2 separate regions of the Mus musculus genome follow, and region 2 is linked to region 1. A link is a contact called in public Hi-C data. All regions are on one chromosome and are shown on one strand. The core of a region is the stretch at or near the end of the contact, and the rest is flanking DNA. Distances in the headings are between cores, read along the strand shown. Region 1 overlaps Gda (guanine deaminase). Region 2 has its middle 35 kb from the start of Gda.

The links. A called contact is a pair of places that touch in the nucleus more often than the background predicts.
Region 2: a Hi-C map of liver shows a contact between it and region 1, with 6 times the contacts expected there. The contact joins two enhancer-like sites. A contact is called at or near these places in 8 of 484 Hi-C or Micro-C datasets (ECoMG-derived neutrophils, the HPC-5 cell line, embryonic fibroblasts and 4 more) and 2 of 115 datasets of contacts at active chromatin or transcription factors (bone marrow-derived dendritic cells and fibro-adipogenic progenitors).

What each region holds. Positions count from the first base shown.
Region 1 is chr19:21,436,956-21,442,265 of GRCm38.p6, reverse strand. All of the region lies in intron 1 of Gda (guanine deaminase), which reads left to right. Among named protein-coding and RNA genes, the nearest start is that of Gda, 33 kb to the left of the region's middle. Within about 2 kb of position 2,640, at least 29 of the 459 cell types and tissues checked have an H3K27ac peak or open chromatin away from gene starts, as enhancers often do. A contact at or near this core is called in liver, where this site is marked.
Region 2 is chr19:21,505,430-21,510,739 of GRCm38.p6, reverse strand. No RefSeq gene overlaps it. Among named protein-coding and RNA genes, the nearest start is that of Gda, 35 kb to the right of the region's middle. Within about 2 kb of position 2,714, at least 18 of the 459 cell types and tissues checked have an H3K27ac peak or open chromatin away from gene starts, as enhancers often do. A contact at or near this core is called in liver, where this site is marked.

The DNA of each region.
Region 1 (5,310 bases), core at 1,391-3,890:
CCTAGTCAGGGGATGCTGAAATGCGTTATCCTGGAGAAAGAGATTGAGTGCAAACAAGCCTGTTTGTATTCTTTGTTCTCTGTTTCTGATCATAGATATAATGTAACCAGCTCCCTCCGGCTCCAGCTACTATGACTCCCTACTGTGGCAGACTGTCTATGTGCTAGTAATTTTTTTTTTAAATCCACTTGACAGAATATCGAGTCATCTGTGAAAAGGGAAACCTCAACTGAGAAAGTGTTTCCAGCAGATTAGCCCATAGGCTAGTCTGTGGGGGATATTTTGGTTAATGACTGATAGGGGACGGCCTAACTCAATGTAGGAAGTACCACCTCTGAGCAGGTGGTCCTGAGTTTTACAGGAAATCAGGCTGAACAAAGCATGGTAGATAAACCAGCAAGCAGCATTCTGCTGTAATCTCAGTGTCAGTTGTGGTTGTTCTTATAATAGTTAATTAATAAATTCAACATTCCAGATGCTGCTCCCCCCCCCCGTCTCTCCCTCACAGAGTCCTTTCCCCTCATGCCCCCTCCCTTTCTCCTCTGAGAGAGTGGGGTGTAGCCCCCTAGGTTTCTCCCCACTCTGGCACATTGAGTCTCAGCTTGATTGAGCACATCTTCTCCTACCAAGGCCAGACAAGGTAGCCATGAAGCCTGAGCTGCCTACCTGTTACTTATGTGCCAGGGGACTCGTTCCAATCCTTGTATGCCCTTTGGTGGGCAGCCTAAACTTCTGAGAGCTCCCAGGAGTGGAGGTTTGTTGACTCTTGGTCTTCCTGTGAGGTTACCATCTCCTTCAGGGCCTTCCATCCTTCCCCAATCTTTTCTGAAAGTGTTTTTGACCTCCATCTAATGTTGGGCTGTGTGTATCTGCATCTGTTTCAGTCCACTGCTGGGTAGAGCCTGTCAGAGGTCAGTTATGCTAGGCTCCTGTCTCCGTGCATAACAGAATATTATTAATAATGCTAAGAATGGTCTGCTTATGCTCCTGCCTTGGCTTCTGTCAGTGGCAGACAATGATCAGATATAAGCCAAAGAAACCCTTTCTTCCCCAAGTTGGTTTTGGTCAGTGTTTTATCACAATGAAATAAGACAAACTATAAGTTTGGTTCATGCTTTAAGTCAGCTGACTTCTCTCACGTTGATTTCATCAGAGTATTTCATCACAATGACAAGAAACTAAGACATTCTTCCCATCGAAATCCTTCATTGCACCCGTTCTAAACATTGGTGACAAAGCCTTACATAATCATAACCACAAAGATTAGGAAATTAACGTTGGTGTAATTCTGCTACACAACGAGATCCCCTTCGAGCCTTCCTCATGGTCTCAATAATGTCCTTAAATGTCCCTTCCTCCCTCTGGTGCAGAATTGGCTCCAAAATCCCAAGTCCCACTTGTGTGCCACACTTCACTTGCCTTTCACCTGGGGCAAGTTTTGGTCTTTCTTCATAGTTTATGTGCCAGATACTTTTCAAGAATAAGAACTCTTACACTGACCCTCAGGTTAGTTTGCATGTTTCCTCGTGATGAGCTTCAGATGATACATGTGAGAAGGAATGTCAGAATCAATGTGGCGTTCCCAGTGCGTCATGTCAGAAGGTGGTGGTGTGTCCTGCTATTGTCGATGATGATGTTAGCAATGTGGGTGGTCTTTGCCATGTTTCTTCACTGTGAAGCTATTATTTTCTTTGTAAAATAAGTGTTATGGGAAGGTTCTTCTTTGATAATTATTTGAGTATCCTGCTGTGCAACCAAATCTCAGATCCAGGTTTTAGCATTTAGTTTTATAATGGATTTTAAATGCTTATTTTTCAATGAATTCCCTTCATGTTTTTGTATTGCAGTTTGTTTACCGGTCTACTGAAGAATGTATTGTTGTGTCTCCCTAAACTTAAAATATTTAGTATTTGAGCTTCTGGAGAACTTTCTGGTTTTTTTTTGTTTTTTTTTTTTGTTTTTTTTTTTTTTTTAAGATTTATTTATTTATTGTATGTAAGTTCACTGTAGCTGTCCTCAGATACTCCAGAAGAGGGCATCAGATTTTGTTACGGATGGTTGTGAGCCACCATGTGGTTGCTGGGATTTGAACTCGGGACCTTTGGAAGAGCAGTTGGTGCTCTTAACCTCTTAACCACTGAGCCATCTCGCCAGCCCCCCTTTCTGTTTTTTAAATCACCTCTAGTTTCTATTGCCAGACAAGCAATCAACTGCCTGGAACAATCTCTAGGCAGATGATTTAGCCCAGCAAATACTCCTGTTTGTTCTGCACCTGGGATGATCACACAGCCTGGTGGTCTGCTCTCTTATTTACAAAAAGAATATTAGATCAGAAAATCTAAGCCCTTCATGGTATTCTTTGGTGCCGTCGTGGTAATTTTCACTTCACTCTGCCTAGATAGGCTGACTTTTGTTTTTTAAACCATATCTTACTCTTTCATTAATCAGTTTGACCCGAATTACATGAATATACCAATGTTTGTCTTTGCCAAGTGTTTTAGCAGTCTCTGAAGTATAATATCTTTCATCTGGTCCTATCACAGTGACTTGAGTAGGATTTTGGGATGAGTACAGACACATGCTACCTCCTTTTGTTGCATAGCTGAGCTATTTCACAATTATCCAGAAGTTATTCTAGGTCATGGCCACAAGCCTTTTGCCCAAATTTTCCATCTGGTGTTTGGAGCCTGTATCTTGCAGGGACTTGTGTCATAAACTGATATTTATTATTTATCTGCCTTCAGCTTAAGTCTTTCTGACATCATTAGTGCTTATCCTACATAGCCCTCATTTCACACGAGAAACATTTGGACTTGTTTACTTAACAGAAGGGAATCAAGTTGCTCATCTGGACAACTAAGGGTTTGGCTGAGAGAGCCTCTGCTGGCTGGAACTTGCTATGGTTTCAGGAAACCTTGGTTTTAGAGATCCGTGTATGCATTTGACAGCTTGCCTAGAACGAGACCATGGCCTGTAAGGAGGAAGGCCTGTGGGCCTTGCCAGGCTCTTGAATGAACAATCAAGCAAATGGCATCCCAAACCCTGAAAGTCTAGAGGTAAGGAAGCCACTGAACCAGGAAGAATGCATCAACCATATTTTCCTGCAGCTTTTTAGAGATTTCTTAAAAAATAAACCCCGAAGGCTGACCATGACTTACAATGTGTGCTTATCTTTGGTCTGGATTCCTTCCACTTGTTTCCCTAGAGTTGAGCTGGTTGTCCACTAGTATGTTTGTAGTTTCTGAACATATTGGACATACCCCATATTGATCTTTTGGTGCCCTCAGGGAATTCAGGTTACTCACCCTCACGTCAGAAAAAGCCATGCTTAAGAAGCATCTCTCTGAGAGACCATTGTGTATGTCCTACAGTCTGTCTGTTGTTCACTTTCCATTACAGCATGTCATGCTAATGCCATATGTGTTATACACACCACGAATTGATTGCTCCCAACCCCTTCGAAAATGCTGTTTAACAAGAGGTCCACAGACAGTATTGGATGGACGAAAATACAAATAAGAACAAGATAAAAGTTCTCCCAACCCACAGTTCCGATAACATTGACCATATGCCTTCAGCTCAGTGCCTCTTTCTGCTTTTCACTTCCTCACCTCTGTTCCTGTCCCTTCCATCCCTTTTTCTTCCACTTGATATCTATCAGGTATCAATTCCTTCCTCTTACTGTCAGATTCTGACCTTTCCTGCCTGTACCACTGTTCCTCCATGCAGTGGGAGAAGGGCTTCACTGTGCTCCCCCAAACATCCCCCTCTTACTCCTTATCTATCTGGGCATATTTTAACTCCTCAGCCACATAGGCTCTGTGTGTAGAGAATAGACATCCACATACATATCTGCATGTGCACCCATATCCACATATACCATATTATCAAAAGTGTCATTATAAATACATGGTATCTAGTAATCTAGATTTTAAACAGATTCTTTAACATTACATTCTTATTGAAAATATTTAATCTGAATCCTGTGTTTCTACCCTGTCTTTGACCATTTAGTTCCCAGGTAAAAACACACATAACCTTTATATTTATCATAAGCCTTAATCAGCTCTACAATCAGCACTACAACTGGGCAGATATCTATCCACTATGCTATTATGTCTATTTCCCAGCTAATAATCCCATTATATAACTTGCCATGTTTTATCTGGGCTGCCCTTACCCAACTTTGCCAACCCAGATGGCCATTATTTTAAGATTCTTAACCAATGGTGGCTTCTCTTCTCTTCTTTCTTCTTCTCTTCCCCCTCCTCATGGTCTCTTCCAATCCCAAAGCCAGAAGCACCAAGCCCCACCTATCCCAATTTTGCCCAACTACAGGCTGTGTGCACCTTTATTCACCAATCATAAATGACTTGGGGACAAGGTCATATATCATTTGGGTCTACATGTGAACTGTCTCATCTCTTGGGCAACTAGGTTTTGGGGACCTGCACTTAGCATTACAATACATAGCAACAGACCAAACCTCAACATTGTATAAAGGATAATTTTCCATTCAGCAGATATGTCTTCATTATTTTAATCATTGTTCTGCTTTGTTGTATCTAGCTAGTCCTCTCTGACTTTGAGATAACAGTCTTTCACTATGTGTGGTGTATACTTTGAAACGAGATGGAGAGATAGTTTTGTAGAGAGGGTAGCTATAAAACCAGCACTGTGAATGCCTATACTATGAGTTCCCAGGAGAGATAATCTTCACTCTTAAAAAAAAAAAAGAGTTTTGAAAAGCAGTATAAGATTTTAAACTTTTAAACCCTGGTGGTATGCATGACTTACTGGATATAGATATGTAGAGTCCAATATTTCTAGCACTTAAAAAGTATTCACTCCTTCAAATTAAACCGTGATATGATAACATGTACCTTTAATTTTAGCACTTGGGAGGTGGAGGCAGGCTGATCTAAGAGTTCAAGGTCAGCCTGGTCAACATAGCAATTCTGGACATGCCAGGGTGACATAGTGAGACCAAAATATAGACTTTCTCTTTCCCCCCTCTTATTTACTTATTTATTTACATCCCAAACGCTGCTCCTCCCTCCTAGTCCTCCCCCCAGAGTCCCTCCTCCTTCCCTCCTCCCCTACTTGAGAGGATGGGCCCCTCCCCTAGGTAGCCCCTGACTCTGGTGTATCATCAAGTCTCTGCAGGCTTAGAAGCATCTTCTCCCACTGTAATCCTGTTGGGGAATGGATTCCACAGCCTTAGGGAGAGCCCTGCGATACCCACATAGAGATTGAGCTGCATGTCTGCTACATATGTCCTAGGAGCCTTGGTCCAGCTCGTGTATGCTC
Region 2 (5,310 bases), core at 1,465-3,964, 68 kb before region 1:
CCCTGACCTCAAACTGTACTACAGAACAATAGTGATTAAAAAAACCTGCATGGTACTGGCACTGCGACAGGTAGGTAGATCAATGGAATAGAATTGAAGATCCAGAAATGAACCCACACACCTATGATCACTTGATTTTTGACAAAGGAGCTAAAACCTTCCAGTGGAAAAAAGACAGCATTTTCAACAAATGGTGCTGGTTCAACTGGTGGTTAGCATGCAGAAGAATGCAAATAGATCCATTCCTATCTCCTTGTACAAAGATCAAGTCCAAGTGGATCAAGGACCTCCACATAAAACCAGATACACTGAAACTAATAGAAAAGAAAAGTTACTGTGCTTAATAGAGGTCCATATCTTGCTGTACTTGGCTCTTGTATACAAGGCTAAGTGAACTCCCTCGGAAGACCACAAGGTGGAGTGTGGAGAGAGCCTGGGCAGCTTTTCTGATCAGTAGCATGAACCAGAGCTTGTGTGGAGCCATCTAGCACACCTCTCCCTGAAATAAGAGACGGGTTAAGTGGATGAGACTTGGGGTCCAAAATGTTTCTCGGATATTCTTCAGACATGTATGCACTTACAAATACACAACAAGGCTGTCTATAGATGCATACATTTCTATACATGAATCATGTAACTTACACAAATATGAAATCATGCAGTCCATGCTGTTTGGCAACTAGCTTGCTTCTCTTGTGGACACAGATCTAATCTTGTAGCTACACAGACACCTTCATCTTTTTAAGCTCTGTAGGAGGTGCCAGAAAGATTTCTGTCTGCTGCAGTTGTGTTTCTTTACTTATGAAAAGAAAATGACTCTTGTCAAAGAAAAGATTTCCATGCCTCCACATCTAATGAAGTATGTGTGTGGTATATTTGTGTGTATATGTGTTTGTGTGGTGTGTATGTGTGCATTCACATGTGTATGCCTGTATATATATGTAGGATGGGTGTGTATGTATATGTGTTAGTGGTGTGTGTATTTTGTGCATGCACGAGTCTGTGGGTACACATTCGTATGCATATGCCCATGAAAACACCATAAAAAGATGTTGGATGTCTTCCCTTGTGGATCTCCACTCTGAGGTAGGCTCTTTCCCTGAACTGGATGCTCAATGTTTCATCCAGACTGGCTCACTAGTTAGCCCCCCAGGACCCAGCTGTGCCTGCTCCCATGGGCATGCACCCGTGACCAACTTTTATGTGGACGTTGGAAATTGAACTCAGGCCTGCACGCTTCTATAGCAAGTGTTATTACTCACTGAGCCACAGTGAGTTCATTTCCCCACACATCTAATGTAGACATCCCTTGCTGTCATCTTCCTTGATGTGTGTTCTTTGTCGTTCTTATGGGGTGTATTTTCTTTGCTCCAAGCTACATAGCTTTAAAAGAATCGAGTCATGATTATAAGATAGAACAAGGTTCATTTTTTTTCTTGCTTTTTTTTAAAAAGTTTTTTTTTTCAAGCTGCCTGTCCTTGGATTTTCTGAAAGCAGGGGAAAAAAGCTCAAAAATGTTTAACTTGATGTTTGAAGAGGATATCTACTAATTATAGTTTGCAGGCATGTGCAACAAAATAACACACATGTGGATTACAGCACTTGGCACTCTGCTCACTCTGAGTGAAGTAGGCTATGATTAGTTGAGAATTATGTGGGTAGGACACAAATGAAGGGATTGTAACAATTAAGTGAAAAGACGTCGTTTTCTTCTTTTCATGTCAGTACATTTTAACGCCTTTCAGAAGCCAATCTCACTTAATTGAAATCGCTACAGGAGACTTAGGAGTACCTGTTCCAAGCTTTTAGTAACTTGTATAATTTGGAGCTGACACTGGGGACCAAGATTACAAAGCATAATGTTTATGTTGGTTAGGATGCAAAATGGACAGAGAAGAATGGAATCTCAGACACCTTGGGTTCTGGATGCCATAGCAAATTCATGTAGAACAACTGGTTTGATGGGACTTTTTCATGTCTCATCTGAGGGAGGGGACATATAAGGTCAAGCTGCTGGCAGACTCGGTGTTCTGCTGTGCCTTCTCTTTCTGGCTTATAGACAGTGGCTTCTCACAGTATCTCCACATGGGAAACCAAGGGCACTCTGCTGCCTCTGTCTGTAGTGGCCTTAATCCCATTGTAGGGGTGCTACCCTCAGTACTTCATCTACAATATGAACTGTCACACCTAGTCAATGTGGTGCTGGGGATCCAAGCCACAGAACCTCATGTGTGCTAGAATAACACTTTGTCATGCATTTCTCATATTAGCATAAAGACAAAATAAATTACAAACAAAATACTAAGTAAGATGTAAAACCCATAAAACTTAAATTATGTTGACCAGAGACGATATTTTTCTCACAGTGAATTGGGCAGATTAACTGGAAAAACACCAAAAGTATTTACTAGTAATTTCTATCGATAGTCAGGGTCCAAAGCAATTAAGTTTTCTTGTAAATCTAATGGTTAGGATCTTGTTAATGACTCCGAGTCGGTGAAATTGTTCAAGTGCCAATTTTAATGAAATATCCTAACTGAATTATCTTACTTACTTGAAGATGTGGTAACCACGTTGCCTTTGCCCTCTGAACGCCACATTAATTATTATCTAGTTATATTACTAACAGAAAGTAAAACCAAAAGTTTACCAGATGAGTTATATGTTAACTACCATTCAAAAATATGTCTTATCTGTTCTGCATAGTTGCTGACGTAGCCTGAAATCAGGTCCTCGTGAACTGGGCAAGTCTCCAGAGCTGCTCTGCTCTATGGTGAGTTTGGTTTCCAGCCACTTTTCTTTTTGAAGTGGTGTTCACTATTCAAAGACAATGTAACAGCCAACTCTTCCCCTCCCCCCACATTTTCAGCAGTAGAACCCAGAAAAGCTCACATCTGACTTACACTAAATTCTGGTTGGAAGCATTTTTGTGCTTGTCCTTTAAGGATCTATCCTGCCTTCATTGTGGCTTTATTTGCCTTTACTCTTTAGGACTCATCTGCTCAGTCACCAAAGCTGACTAAAGACTCTGTGGTGAAGTAGAATTTGGGGTGCAGTTGCGACAAGTACTTGGAGTCTGGGTATTTCCAAGATGGCCTCGGGTATTTCCAAGGTGGCCTCGGGTATTTCCAAGGTGGCCTCTTGTTGAGAATGAAACAAAAGTCTGCATAGAAAGCAAAGTATCAAGGAACGGTTACTTCAAGGCAAAACAACAGTTGGGGTCAGAAAGCACTTGTCAAGAGGACAATGGGAATTCAATCTCCAATGCAACAATGTTTCGAAGTAGGATTCTGAAAATGTTCTGAGATTCTGGGGTTGCTGAGGTTTTGTTTTAACAACTGGAATAATGTTATCATGGAGGGAATGGGTCTACTGACCTTGTAGCTACTGCATCTGTCATAATAATGCAAGCCACTCTCTAAAGTCTTTCTGTCTAGTCTCTCTCGCCCTCCCTCCCTCCTTCACTCCCTCCCTCCCCCCTCCCTGCCCCTCTCTCCTTCTTTAATGAGATATTACAACAAAATGCCCTTACCAGATGCAGGTAACCCAGAAGAGTAAGACATAAATTTCTATCTTTTATGAACCACTCAATCTTGGATATTCTGTTATAGCAACAGAAACAGACTAAAAGAACACACATAGACACTGCTTACATTCTGTCATGCAGAAGTCAGTCATTTGGCCAAATCATACCCTAAATCATGGAAGCTTAGTACCTGCAGTCTCGCTATGCACTAAAAGGAAAAGAAAACAATAAATAAACGCACAAGAGTCCTTATTGTGTAAATATACTTTTAATATATTTCTTATATAAATAAGAATTTATATATAAAATTATTTATGTATAATCAGAATTTCTTACATAAGCCAAACCATAAACACAAATACCGAAATAAATCCTCTTGTATGTGTTATGCCCCAGTTTAGATGGCCATCATTAAGAAATTTGCTTCTTAAATGCTCTCTCTCTCTCTGTATGTATGTGATGAAATAATGCCATTAAATGTTAAAATTTTCTTTGAAATCTGCAGGAATTTTGAGAAAATGTATCTTAAAGAGCTCTGAGCCTTAGTTTTAGAAAACATTTTCCTAACGGAATCTCTGCCCTACTCAAGCTGAAATGTTTTCTCTCTATCTCCACAGCCCCAGTGATACTGCCTTGGATTTTGTCTGCACAGACTACCTGCCTAGACTGTATCTTTCTTTTTCAAAAACTGATACAAGTTACCGAGTGTGTAGCCAATGGCACTGCCTTCTATGATTTTCGATTTATTTTTCAAAACATTTGTCTTATATAGAATCAGAAATATGTTCTTATCATCATTAATTTATGAGTAAGTAGCTTGCTTTATGAAGTGGATTATAAACAAGAATCTGGAGAAATTTTGCACACAAGAAAGCAGGCAGGCAAACAGGAAGAGTGTTAGGGATGTTTTAAAAAGTTTAACTCAAACTTAAAATATTTTTTCTTTTCTGTTTGTTAATATTAAGGTGATTTTTATAAAATAATGACTTGATTATCAGGAGTCATATTGCTTATTTTTTTAATTTAATTTATTTATGAACTTTACATTCTGATTGCAGCAGTTTTAACTATCTTTTGCTAGTAACTAACCATATATCATTAGTAACTATCTATTTTTAACCAAAAATTCCTATTATATATATTTTAACCCAAAATTCCTATTATTCATTTCCTACTGAGGACTTAGCTTTTATGAACCAAAGCACAGAAGGAGAGAAGTAACCAATAGTCTCACCCAAGTAACTACCTAAGCATGGCTTGAAAGAGGACAAAAACAATAGATGTGACAAGGAGGGAAAGACCATTAGGCTTCAACTCCACACAAAGAACTACAGGAAACTAAAGGATGTTGGCAGCAGGTGAAGTGTTCTTCTGCATGGAAAAGCATACTGATTGGTCACTTAATACCAAATGGTCAGCCCTAAAAACATACACACAAGTAACATTACACATATATACATATATGTACATATATACGTATATTCACACACATTCATTCATACATACATGTGTATATGTCTAAATCAATCTTGGGCATACACCTGAAAGATTCTACATTATACTACAGAGACACTGCCCATCATGGTCAGTGCTGTTCTATTCATAATAGCCAGAAAGTGGAGGCAAACTAGATGTTCATCAACAAATGAGTGGATCAGGAAAACTTATATAATATCATTTACACAATGAAATATTACTCAGCTGTTCAAAAATGAAATGGTGACCACTAACCATAAAGTTGTTTTCTGTGCTTCTTCACAATTATAATTTTGCTACTGTTATGA